Regions from separate parts of the Mus musculus genome. Here all the other regions are linked to region 1. The links are chromatin contacts, called in public ChIA-PET and promoter capture Hi-C maps. All regions are on one chromosome and are shown on one strand. Each heading gives the region's core, a stretch centred on a gene start, on an enhancer-like site or on the middle of the called end of the contact. The rest is flanking DNA. Distances are from core to core; before and after follow the strand shown.

The links. Promoter capture Hi-C pulls out the DNA fragments that hold promoters and counts their contacts. ChIA-PET counts read pairs in DNA pulled down with a chosen protein or histone mark.
Region 2: an RNA polymerase II ChIA-PET map of memory CD8 T cells shows a contact between it and region 1, with 87 read pairs. The contact joins the promoter of Slamf6 here to the promoter of Arhgap30 in region 1. A contact is called at or near these places in 2 of 39 promoter capture datasets (hippocampal neurons and pre-B cells) and 1 of 115 datasets of contacts at active chromatin or transcription factors (memory CD8 T cells).
Region 3: a contact with region 1 is called in a promoter capture Hi-C map of pre-B cells, with 5 times the contacts expected there. The contact joins the promoter of Vangl2 here to the promoter of Arhgap30 in region 1. A contact is called at or near these places in 3 of 39 promoter capture datasets (hippocampal neurons, liver and pre-B cells) and 1 of 115 datasets of contacts at active chromatin or transcription factors (forebrain).
Region 4: a promoter capture Hi-C map of hematopoietic stem and progenitor cells shows a contact between it and region 1. The contact joins the promoter of Atf6 here to the promoter of Arhgap30 in region 1. A contact is called at or near these places in 10 of 39 promoter capture datasets (the C10 cell line, the HPC-7 cell line, cranial neural crest and 5 more), 1 of 484 Hi-C or Micro-C datasets (B cells) and 2 of 115 datasets of contacts at active chromatin or transcription factors (the SCID.adh cell line and memory CD8 T cells).

What each region holds. Positions count from the first base shown.
Region 1 is chr1:171,387,634-171,390,333 of GRCm38.p6, forward strand. Arhgap30 (Rho GTPase activating protein 30) reads left to right here and starts at 1,327. Exons shown (of 12, transcript NM_001005508.2): 1 at 1,327-1,730. The coding sequence starts at 1,634. Nectin4 (nectin cell adhesion molecule 4) reads left to right here. Exons shown (of 9, transcript NM_027893.3): 9 at 1-654.
Region 2 is chr1:171,916,094-171,918,793 of GRCm38.p6, forward strand. It overlaps Slamf6 (SLAM family member 6), which reads left to right and starts at 1,369. Exons shown (of 9, transcript NM_001347186.1): 1 at 1,369-1,699. The coding sequence starts at 1,615. All of the region lies in intron 1 of Gm37065 (predicted gene, 37065), which reads right to left.
Region 3 is chr1:172,025,932-172,028,631 of GRCm38.p6, forward strand. It overlaps Vangl2 (VANGL planar cell polarity 2), which reads right to left and starts at 1,364. Exons shown (of 8, transcript NM_033509.4): 1 at 1,067-1,364.
Region 4 is chr1:170,866,485-170,869,184 of GRCm38.p6, forward strand. Atf6 (activating transcription factor 6) reads right to left here and starts at 1,287. Exons shown (of 16, transcript NM_001081304.1): 1 at 1,166-1,287. The coding sequence starts at 1,217. It overlaps Gm9929 (a long non-coding RNA gene), which reads left to right and starts at 1,346. Exons shown (of 2, transcript XR_003948181.1): 1 at 1,346-1,430; 2 at 2,097-2,700.

The DNA of each region.
Region 1 (2,700 bases), core at 77-2,576:
AGCAGACCACGGCAGGGATTAGTGCCTGTGGTTCTGGAAAGTTCTCTTCCTAGGATGCCTTCACCCACAGAGGTTCTGGGGAGGGGGCTGACAGCTGGAGGAGTCTGGAACCTGGGGTATGAGGTCTGAACACTGGATAAGAGACTAGGGATGGGGGGGCTTGGCTCCCATGGCCCCTCGAATCTTGTCCTCGCTGTGTCTACAGTGGTTTGTACCTTCACGGCGTTGGGACTTGTTGTCAAGGACTCCTGGTTCAGTTGTGTTGAGGGCAGAGGGTAGGTCGCGGGGAAGGTGGAAGTTCAGGTGAAGAGAAAGGGGTGTTGTGGGTGAGGGTGAGAACAGGCCCTTCCCCAGGGGTTTCTGAGTCATTAATCCGGGGCTCTCTGGCACTTTGTATGTGTGGAGCCTGGGGTAAGATGTTTGTTTTTCTTTAGCCTGCCCAAACTTACGCAGTCAGAATACTGGGATTTAGTATCCAACCCTTGTGTGGCCTGAAATCTGCTGGTCTAAAGGAGAAACTCTCATTTCATTCCCAAGCAGCCCAGGACTTATGGACCCCAAGGATCTGGGGTCTTAGTATGTATATTTCATGTAAATATATGTATATTTGTACATAAAATGATATTCTGTTTTTAAATAAACAGATAAAACCTTTTTTTGTCTGATTCCTGTCTTGCCCCTTGAACTGGGTAAGTCACAAGTGCTATGGACTGAGTCTCTATGTGATTCCCTCCCAGGGAAAGGGCCCAGATACAGCTAAGAAAGGAGCAAGTGGCTTTCAAAAGACATTGTAACCATTTCTGAGAGCCCTCAGGTAGGGCCGTGTGGACATAACCTCCTTTTGGGGAAGCCAGTGCCTTAGTTTCTAAAGTGGTTCTAATCTGACTGTACTGGAAACTTCCAGCAGCTGTGTGGGGTGGTCAGCCGTGTACCCTTTGACAGACAAAGAAACTGAAACTCAAAGTCACCTGGTCTGTGTCCTCATTTTCAAATGTACAGCGACTGGAGGCTCAGTGAAGTAATGTGACCTGACCAAGATGGCAGGGTCATCAAAGAATCCCCCACCCTGGGTATGTTCTTCGTGGTCCTTTCCTGCCGTGCTCACAGGCAAAGCCTCGGGTCTCTGTCCCACCTAGAGATTTCGGTCTCTAGAAATGGCAGCCACCTGCTCACACCCCAGGCACCCTTACTCCACCCCGAGATTCTGACATCACCTTCTGCTGTGACCAATGAATGGAGTCCCAGCAATGATGAGGATGTGAATGCCAGCTACCTCCCCCACCCGAGGCCTGTGGTTGCAAAGATGCTCTAACAGGAAGCGGGTTTGAGGAGCTGCACAGCTTCCTGCTCCCCCTCGAGCTGCACAGGACGAGAAGGGCTAGCGCTCAGCTTGGCCACGAGACACAGCTTCATGCCAGGGTTCTGGTAGCTTCCTCTTCCATATCTACTTCCGTGTGGCCCCAGGGGCCCCCCAGAGGCAAGCGCTGCTGTCCCTTGCCCAGGCCACCCTCCACCTCCAGTTTGGAGCCCTGCCCCCCCTGGGGCTGGGCCAAGCCCAACTACTGACTGGGATTCCATGGGGGACTGGTAGGTCAAAGGTCTTGGGGGACAGAGATCCCGGGGGGCCCTGGTCATGAAGTCTCGGCAGAAAGGAAAGAAGAAGGGCAGCTCTAAGGAACGGGTGTTTGGGTGTGACCTACGTGAGCATCTACAGCACTCGGGCCAGGAAGGTAAGGAGGTCAATTGGAACGGGGCAGCTGGGTGGCTGGATTGCCATGCAGACGCCAACCTTGTCTTCTCCGTTGGGCAGAATGAGCTCTTAGGGAACGGGCAGTGGCCCAGGATCACCACACCTGAGATCTAGGCAAAGGCAAGACAGGAAATGTGGCTCAGAGAAGAAGATGGAGAGGTGCCCTTCTGCGGTAGTTAGGGACCGGGTAGCTGAGAACTCGAGGATGGGAATGCCGAGGGAATGTGTCCCGGGGTGGGGTGGGGGATGAGATTTGGAAAATCTGGAGAGGTGGATGAATCAGATGAGAGAATGGAGACTGGGGACAGGGTGGAGGGAATGGAGGTCGGATGCCAGAAGAATGGCTGAAGGGATAGTTGGTGGAACACTAAGTGGAGATACAGGTAAGAAAGGGCCCAGCGAGTCTGAGGATAGAACTTGCGGAGGGGAGAGGAAGGCATTCTAACTGGAGAACAGCACCAAGGGACAAGGACCTAGCCCTTCTGCACCTTTGCTGGGCCACAGGAGTGGGGGCAGCAGGGAGGAGTGACACTCTTCTTTAAATTGCTTGCAAAGAAGAAACCCGTTGATGGTAGACTGCACCGGGAATGCGGGAAAAGTGAACCAGACTGCTTCAGCCCTGGTTTGAAGTGGGGAGTGGAAACTACAATAAAGAGGGGTGTGCACCCAGTCTGGAGCTCCCTCTGCAGTGGGCCTGGGAGCTCATCACTGTGTAGGACATGCAGTCACCACTCAGAACCAGGCCTTAATTTGTTCTGAAATTGATCAGTGCCGACCCGACTACACTGCCCAGCTTGTTTTCAGCACGCAGAGCAACTTAACAAAAAAAGGGGGCACAATTCTGCCCCCCTCCACTCCACCCCACCCCAATCTGTCATTTCCTCTTTGTCCCCCTTCTCTGGTTGCCTGCAGTGAAGGGAGGGTGGTGGTGGTTCCCAGCTCATTTCCTG
Region 2 (2,700 bases), core at 119-2,618, 530 kb after region 1:
GTTTCTCCCGGTTCAGGCACCAATTGTGACTCCCCCCCCCCCCCTGGGGAGATTTGAGCAAGTATCTCTAATCACCTCATATAGGACTGAGAACAAAACAAAGAAACAGCCCTCACAAGTCCGGATTAGTTCTTTGAGGTTACTGACAGGTGCACGGATGAGGGGTTATCTGTAGGCGTGGGGGTGGTTCAAAGGCATTTGCATACCTGACAGCCCACTCTCAGAGCACCATCAATGACCTAATACTTTTCTACTTGGACCTTCTCAAAGTTGCCACCACATCTGCATCAACATACTGGAGACCAAGCCTCCAGCATCCGAATCTTCCGAGGTCAGAACCACAGGGATTGGGGCAAAAAAAAATAACAACTGAGCCACATTATAAACGAGTAAGATCTGACAAGCATTACAGAAGATGGCACAGACAAGGTGAACATTTTCTCAAGTGCGTAGAGAGGACACGATTTAAGTCTCTCTAAAAATTTCTAAGTTAAAATCATTCAAGGTATTTCCTTTCTTTTTCAAGGTATTCTTCTCTCATATATATTACATCCCTGACAGCAGTTTCCCTCTCTCCTCCCTCCCAGTCTTTCCCCTCCCCCCTTACTTCCCCCAACACCTCCCTCAGCCCCCTCCATCCAGTTCTCTTCCTTTTCGCTCCAGAAAAGAGCAAGTCTCTCAGGGATATCAACCAAACAAGGCATATCCAGTTGCAATAAAACTAGGTACCTCCCCTCATAAGGACTAGGCAACCCAATAGGAGGAAGAGTCCCAAAATCAGGCAAGAGTCAGAGACAGCCCCCTATCCCACTGTTGGAAGTCCTACTAGAAGACCAAGCTACATAATCATTATATATATAATATATATATATATATATATATATATATATAGCACCTAGGTTAGAACCATGCAGGGTCCCTAGTTGCCACTTCAGTCTCTGTGAGCGCCCCATGAACCCAGGCTAATTGATTCTGTAGGTTTTCTTGAGGTGTCCTTGACCCCTTTGTCTCCAACAATCCTTCCTCCACCTCTTCTGCAAGATTCCCCAAGCTCCACAGGATGTTTGACTCTGGATCTCTGCATCTGTTTCCATCAGTTGCTGGGTGAAGCCTCTCTGATGACAACTGGGCTAGGCTCCTGCCTCAAGTATAGCAGATTTGTTTTGCTATGGTTGGTTTGTTTGTTTGTTTGTTTGTTTGTTTGTTTGTTGTGTCTCTGGGCTATCCAGCCTCTGCTTCATGGCTCTCCACACAGTATCAGGAGTGGGCTCCCCGTCCTGGCATAGGTCTTAAGATGGACCAGTCACTGATTGGCCACTCCCACAATTTCTGTGTCACCTTTACCCCAGCACATCTTGCTGGCAAGACAAATCATAAGTAGAAGGTTTTTGTGGCTGGGTTGGTGTCCCAGTCCCTCCACCAGAAGTCTTGCCTGGTTACAGAAGATGGCCCGTTCAAGTTCCACGTTCCCTACTGCTAAGAGTCTTAGCTTACAAAAGATATTCTTGTAAGCCAAGTGTGAAGTTAATCACGACAACCAAAGGTTTGCTAACATAGAGGAAGAGCTCTCATCAATAGGGGAACAGAAAGTCTCAGCGACAAGCTTATGAAAGAATGGCTGTCTCAAGGGCTCCAGCACCCGACTCCGCCTGTCAGAGGATGGTCTGGCTCTTTCCACTTGTCTTCTGCCTCGGCTCAGGTAAAAAACGTCTGTGGAAACTGATTGAGTCACTGAGTGAGTTCCTTCTTTGGAATGCCTTGCTCCTCTTGGTCAGGTTGACTGCCCAGTTCTCTATTCAGAGACTTAGAAAGCTCACCGTGGTCCTAGCGAACTGCTTCCCGCAGACTGCCACGGGACTGATTCAGAGCAAACACTTCGGCTGGGGGCCAAGGGGAAGGGAAGTGTTTTCTGAGATATGGAAAATGAGTCTTTGTAAGTCAGGACTGTTCGTGACCAGCGTATTGTGGTACAAAAATAAGTTTAAGCGGGAAAAAGATCTACAATTTAACTACTGTGATACTGTGCGACTTCAGGGGGCTTCATTATCTTTCCCGAGCTTCACTCTTCGCTCAGATACTGAAAACCCACCAACGCTTTCACACTGCAATTAGGAAGGGATTGACTGAGCCTGCTTCTTCTCCCTGCTATCTGGAAAGCTCTCACTGTCTTTAAGAACTCAGAGGGTGCCTATCTGGACTGAAGCGTAGTGTTCTAAAACAGGAGATCAAGCAATGGCTACTAACACAGACCTAGCCCCGAGAGAATTCATTGAAGAAAAAAAAAAAGAACCAATAGGTAGCCTAGCATTTATTTTATTCCAGAAAATGAGCTAATTATTAAACATGCATTACATTTAGATGTCCATAACGTGTTTGTGAATTTATTCTATTAATAGCTACAAGTAACTTAGACTATGGCAATTTAAATAACTTTTGAAAATTCTATTAGTCATCAGGTAGCTGAAAAAAACCAATAAAAATAAAAACAAATCACTTGACTAAAACTTTCAGTAACAAACACCTGTGTGCATGCACACACACAAACCAAGACATACTGCAGATATAGAGCTATCTAGACAAATTGACAACAGAAAGAAAAAGAAAGCAAGGTTCATTAAGTCATTTGATAAACCATTCACTAAATGACCACTGAATGCACGGCACTGTGGGCGTTTCAGGAACTAAGTCAACACAATTTCT
Region 3 (2,700 bases), core at 114-2,613, 640 kb after region 1:
CTACCCCATATATGCCTACCACCCATTCAGCTTTTATAAACCCACCTTCTCTAATACCTGCCCATCTCTTTCCCATAAGCCCCTCTCTCAGCACATACACACACAGACACACACCCCTTCCCTTGAGTATACACACAAATACATACCCAAATACACAGCAGATGTGTGTGGTCAGCTCTCTCTCTCTCTCTCTCTCTCTCACACACACACAGAGAGAGAGAGAGAGAGAGAGAGAGAGAGAGAGAGAGAGAGAGAGAGAGAAACATCTACACATCCAAACCCAGGGCCCACCTGCAGGAACACGCAGTACGTCAAAGCGTATATGCACACACACACACACACACACACACACACACACACACACATACACACACAAAACAAAGAATCATGCATACTGATCCCCCAACCAACCCTTTAAAACTCACTAATGCAGTGCTTAGGACCTTCGATGAGTAAATAGGACAAGGGACAAATATGATGTCGTTGGTTCCCCACACACACCCCAACACACATTCACCAGTATCGCCGCAAGTCCCATCCTTGGGCTACACACACACACTGCTGTGCGGGGCCATCTCTCAAGGATCCACTCTACCCCCTAAACACATACCTGCCCCTTCCTCCCCACACTCCAAAGGTGTGTATGCATCCCTACATACCTTCAGCTTCCAATACCTCCAGCCTCCGATCCTTCCACGGCCTCTCCCACCACCTCCAACACACGCTACCCAATCCCCGGCTTCAATGGGTTCCCTTGGGATCGTTCAGGCGCCCGCCCTGGGCCCCCCGGCCCAGGAAAGTCCCCGGCTCTTAAGGCCTGGGCTCCGCCCCTTCCCCATACGCCCCTTCCCCTCCCCAAAGTTGGGGTTACTCCGCTGTGCAGTGGAGGACAGACCGGAAGGGGGTGCCTCAAGCCCCCCTTCCCCCAGAAGCCATCCTGCTTTCTCCAGGGCCGGGCGCTCCCTGGTCTTTTGCATGGTTTCCTTCTTTTTTCTGTTGCTTTCTTTCTTTCTTTCCTTTTTTTTTTCCGCAAACTTTGCCCGCGCCCCCGCGGCCCGCCACTCACCCGCCACTGCGAACAGCCCGGTGGACTGGGCGCACGCCCCACTCCGCTCCGCGCCTTTGTATCCGCAGCGCACCCGGTCTTTCCGAACTCCGCGCTCCAGAACCGGCAGCGCGGGCGATGGGGGTTGACGAGGGGGGCTCCTGAGGTCGCTCACCCCGGCTCCGTCCCAGACCACTCGCCTGTTTCCCCCTCGAGGCCCCGGGGGCAGGGGGCCGGAGGGGACTGCAGGGCACTCAGGCTCCCATGGCGGGACCCAGAACCAAGCAATCGGGGATCAGGAATCAGATCTGGAGCCGGCGGCGGAGGGGGAGGGGACCAGAGGGGGAGGGGACCAGAAGGGGGCAGGGGGCGGGGAGAGAGCTCCCAGGTGCCGCCTCCCGGCTGTTCCCGCAGCCGCCGCCCCTCCCGCTGCTGCGTCCATTGTCTGCGGCCCGGCTCTTCCCCGAGTCGCGGCACCCCCAGCCCTGCGCCTGGCCATGCCCTGCGCCCTCTGGATCCTGGGAATCCGCTCCTGGCTTCCAGACCTGGCCAGGAAGGTGTGCTCGAAGCTGCCTCGGCTCTTGGCTTTGGTCCAGCCCGCAGCCCCTCTTGGAGCTGTCTTCTTCGACCCCCGATTGAAAACCTTTCCCCTAGGCCCTGATGTTGGCCATATTCTCTTCTTTAGAACCACAAACCTGGTCTCACAAACTCCAGTGGAATCTGAGACGTGGGGAAGATTGGTCCCCTCCGGCCTAGAACTGCGAAAAGGGTCATCCCTGATATTAATTAGTGACAAGAGACAGGCCCCTCTCCCATGTATACGGTATTTCCCTGACACCATACCCCTCCTTCTTCCAAAAATAATTTAATTACTCGGTGTTCTAGCTGTGAGCGAAGACCGCCTAGTCAGACTGGGACGCTCACTCATTAACACGTTTTCCTCCCCTCTGGTTTGAGTGTTGGGATTAATTACAAAGGGAATCCTGCCCTAGGGGAGAGGGGGAGGGGGAGAAGACGAGGGCCCGCGACTTGGGGCACCAGAGGAGAGGGGGGCCTTCTCCCAGGAAGCCTAGAGAGAGAGGAAAAAAAAAAAAAAACCCGGGTGGATGCGGAACTCCAAAACTTTTGGCTAATTTAGCTTTGCAGGTAGGACCCAGGGAATGTAGGCTAGAATAAAATATCTGGCACATTTAGGGCATTTCCAGTTCAGAGCACACTAAGAAACAAACCAGTTAGAGTTGCTAAAGTGCCTAGGAACCCAACAGGGACGAGCCCACCATAAAGTAGCTGTGGGAAGGCCAGGTTGCCCTCGGAGTGAATGAAAGCAAAAGTATTATTACATTATTACATTGCTGCTAGTACTATTTACCTTGTAACCTGCCACTTACCTAGAACAGTGCCGCTTCAAAAGCATCTTCGAACACGTTTCCACACCCCCACCATCTCCACCTTCCAATTCTGATACCTGCCCCTCCCAACCCTGTGATTAAGAAATCCCAGAGAAGGCGACTCCCAGTCTCTGTTCCTTTCTCTAATGGAGTCTTCCCTAAAACTCAGGCACATCTCTGTTATACATTCGAACCAGTCCCCAAATGAGGACAGATTGTCTTTGTCCGCATATGGCTGTTCAAAGGTGAAGAAGCTAAACAAACGCT
Region 4 (2,700 bases), core at 37-2,536, 520 kb before region 1:
ACATCTATAGGATGGCGGGACCTCATTGGACTGTTATGAACATAACATAAATAACACATGTAGTGTGCTTAGCAAAATAAAGTCCTAAACAAGTGACTGCTGTTACTATAACAAAAGCATTTAGCTGGGGAAATGAACTGGAGAATGAACATTTAAAGGTTTTTTTTTTCCAGAAAGTTGTCAAAATCGGCCCAAAGATTAAAATAAACCTTTTATAGATTGTAATTGTAGAGAGCATCTGCCACTGTTAAATTAAACTAGGATTCCAACACTTCCTAGTTGAGGGCCCACTCATGTTATAGTGGAATGTTAGTCCATGAAAAAAAAGTGTCCCCAAAACTGAAGGACAATGTAGTCTCACTACAGGATCCATTGAGCCACCTACAGAACTCCATTCACATATTAACACACATAATCCTGTTAACATTCTGTCTTGAAATCGAGAAGGGACTATCAGCTTTCTCTAAGGATTTGGATGCCAAAGCTTGTTCCTTGTCATTCTCTGGTCCATCCTTCCTGAACACTAAAAATAGACTTAACAAGAGATTTCAGAGCTGTGTTTGGACAGCAGTCAGGATTACATCAGTTTGTGTTAGATCTAGTAATCAGGGACACGAGGTCAGGTGCTTGGGAGAGTTTCTTCTTTGCCAATTTGGATCTATGTCTTAAACCAACAGTTCAAGCTGGGAGCCAAGGATTTTCTTCTGTATTTTAACCAAGTTTTCTCAACATATCTCGTACACGTTCAGTGCGCGCGCGCGCACACACACACACACACACACACTCACACACACACATACACACACACACACTCAGCGCTCCCCAGCCACACGCCCACAGTCTGAGAAAATAGCTTGGAGCCTTTGGGGCAGCTACAATCATCATCCTACTAAGTTCTGGTCCCTCACGATCACCTGGAATTTCCACCAGGAACACACGCTGAAAAACTACAGCAATTTCAATTAGAACATCATTCCATTATTGCTACGGCCAGGACAGAAGCCCAGAGGCTCTGCCAGCCTCTTCTACGACCCTCAACCCGTGGCCTCGCTCCCCGGACACGGGTCGTCCACACCTGTCACCGCCACCGGGCGGAAATCGGGAGGAGAAAAAAACCCGCAGACGCGGCCCGACCTAGCTCGGGTACATTCGCAGATCCACTCACCCCAGTCTTCATCTGGTCCATGAGGAAGAACCGGACTAAAAGGCGACTCCATGGCGCCGGCAACACAAGCCGGCTTCCCCGAAACAGACACCTCTCCCTCACAACTCGGATGGGTGAGTAACCTGAAACGGCGGCGGCCGGAGGACAAAATAAGCTGAACGCTGACACGGACGGTGGCCGGGCGGAGGCAAACTATCTCACCGCACGCGGGAACTGGGATCCAAAGCTAAGGAGACGTCAGCAGATAAGCAAACTCAATAGACTTGTGAGTAAATATTTCCCTACGAGGATTTCAGCACTTTCTGTCCCGCTGTGGGGTTTTGTGGTTGTTCTTTTTTGTTTCTCTCTCCCTCTCTCTCTTTTTTTTTTTAAATTGAGCGAAGAGCACGCAGATTTTACCGCTTTGTTAAAATTCGCTGATAGTACTAAAACTGAAAAGTCTCCTGATCATAGTGGCTTGTTCTTTGTGCTTAATACTACGATATAGACATCTCAGAACGAAATTAGAAATTGACAGTAAACCTGATTCTGTATTTATAAATGCTTTTCAATCGCTGTAAAAATTTTCCACGTACACGGTAAATAAAGAAAAATACAAATTTCCGACATGTGTTAGAACCACTCCTTTACTGGGACAGAATCCGAGGTAAACTTTCTCACAAATAATACTTGTAGAAAACCCACCTTCAAACAAATTTAAACAAAGAAAATATATAAGATAAATTCTCCATGTCCGCACTTACCTCCTAAAGAAGAGTTTCTAAAACTCGCAATAAGCTGTCAATCTCTTATTACTAAAATCCAAAATTCTAAATATTTTTAGAGAAGAATCATGCATCACGGATTCCAACTGGAAAATGTGAGCAATTTGAAACAACAGTTTCGAGAACCTACTTAGTGTTGTTTACTTTTCGGTTTTACTCGATTTCAGTAGCCAGGGACTGCATTCAAACCCAGACGGTGAATGAACACGGATCCCTCTAGGACCGAGAGGAACTTTTCCCATGGTTACAAACAAACATAAATGCTTCCCAGAATCCTCCGAGCTCCTCGTGGCTGCGGTTACTACCGATTGCGATTGCGGAATGCAACAAGGTGAGAGGAAAGCCAGGTCAGAATTCGTGAAGTCCGGCTGGGACCACACCCGCATACACACGTGCAATGCACCGCCCGCGCGCACATACATACATATATACATACACACACATACATACACACATACATACACACATGCATGTGCAATACGCAGCACGCGCGTGCACATACATGCATACATACACGAACACACGCACACTCGCGATTCTGAAGTCCCCCTACGACAAATGACATTCCTTTCGTCGTTGGAATTATATATATATAAATTTTAAAAAAAAAATTTTTTTTTCGAGACAGGATTTCTCTGTGTAGCCCTGGCTGTCCTGGAACTCTGTAGCCTCAGAAATCCGCCTGCCTCTGCCTCCCGAGTGCTGAGATTAAAGGCGTGTACCACCACCGCCCAGCCTTTAGTCCATTTTTTATATTTACTTTTACCATGT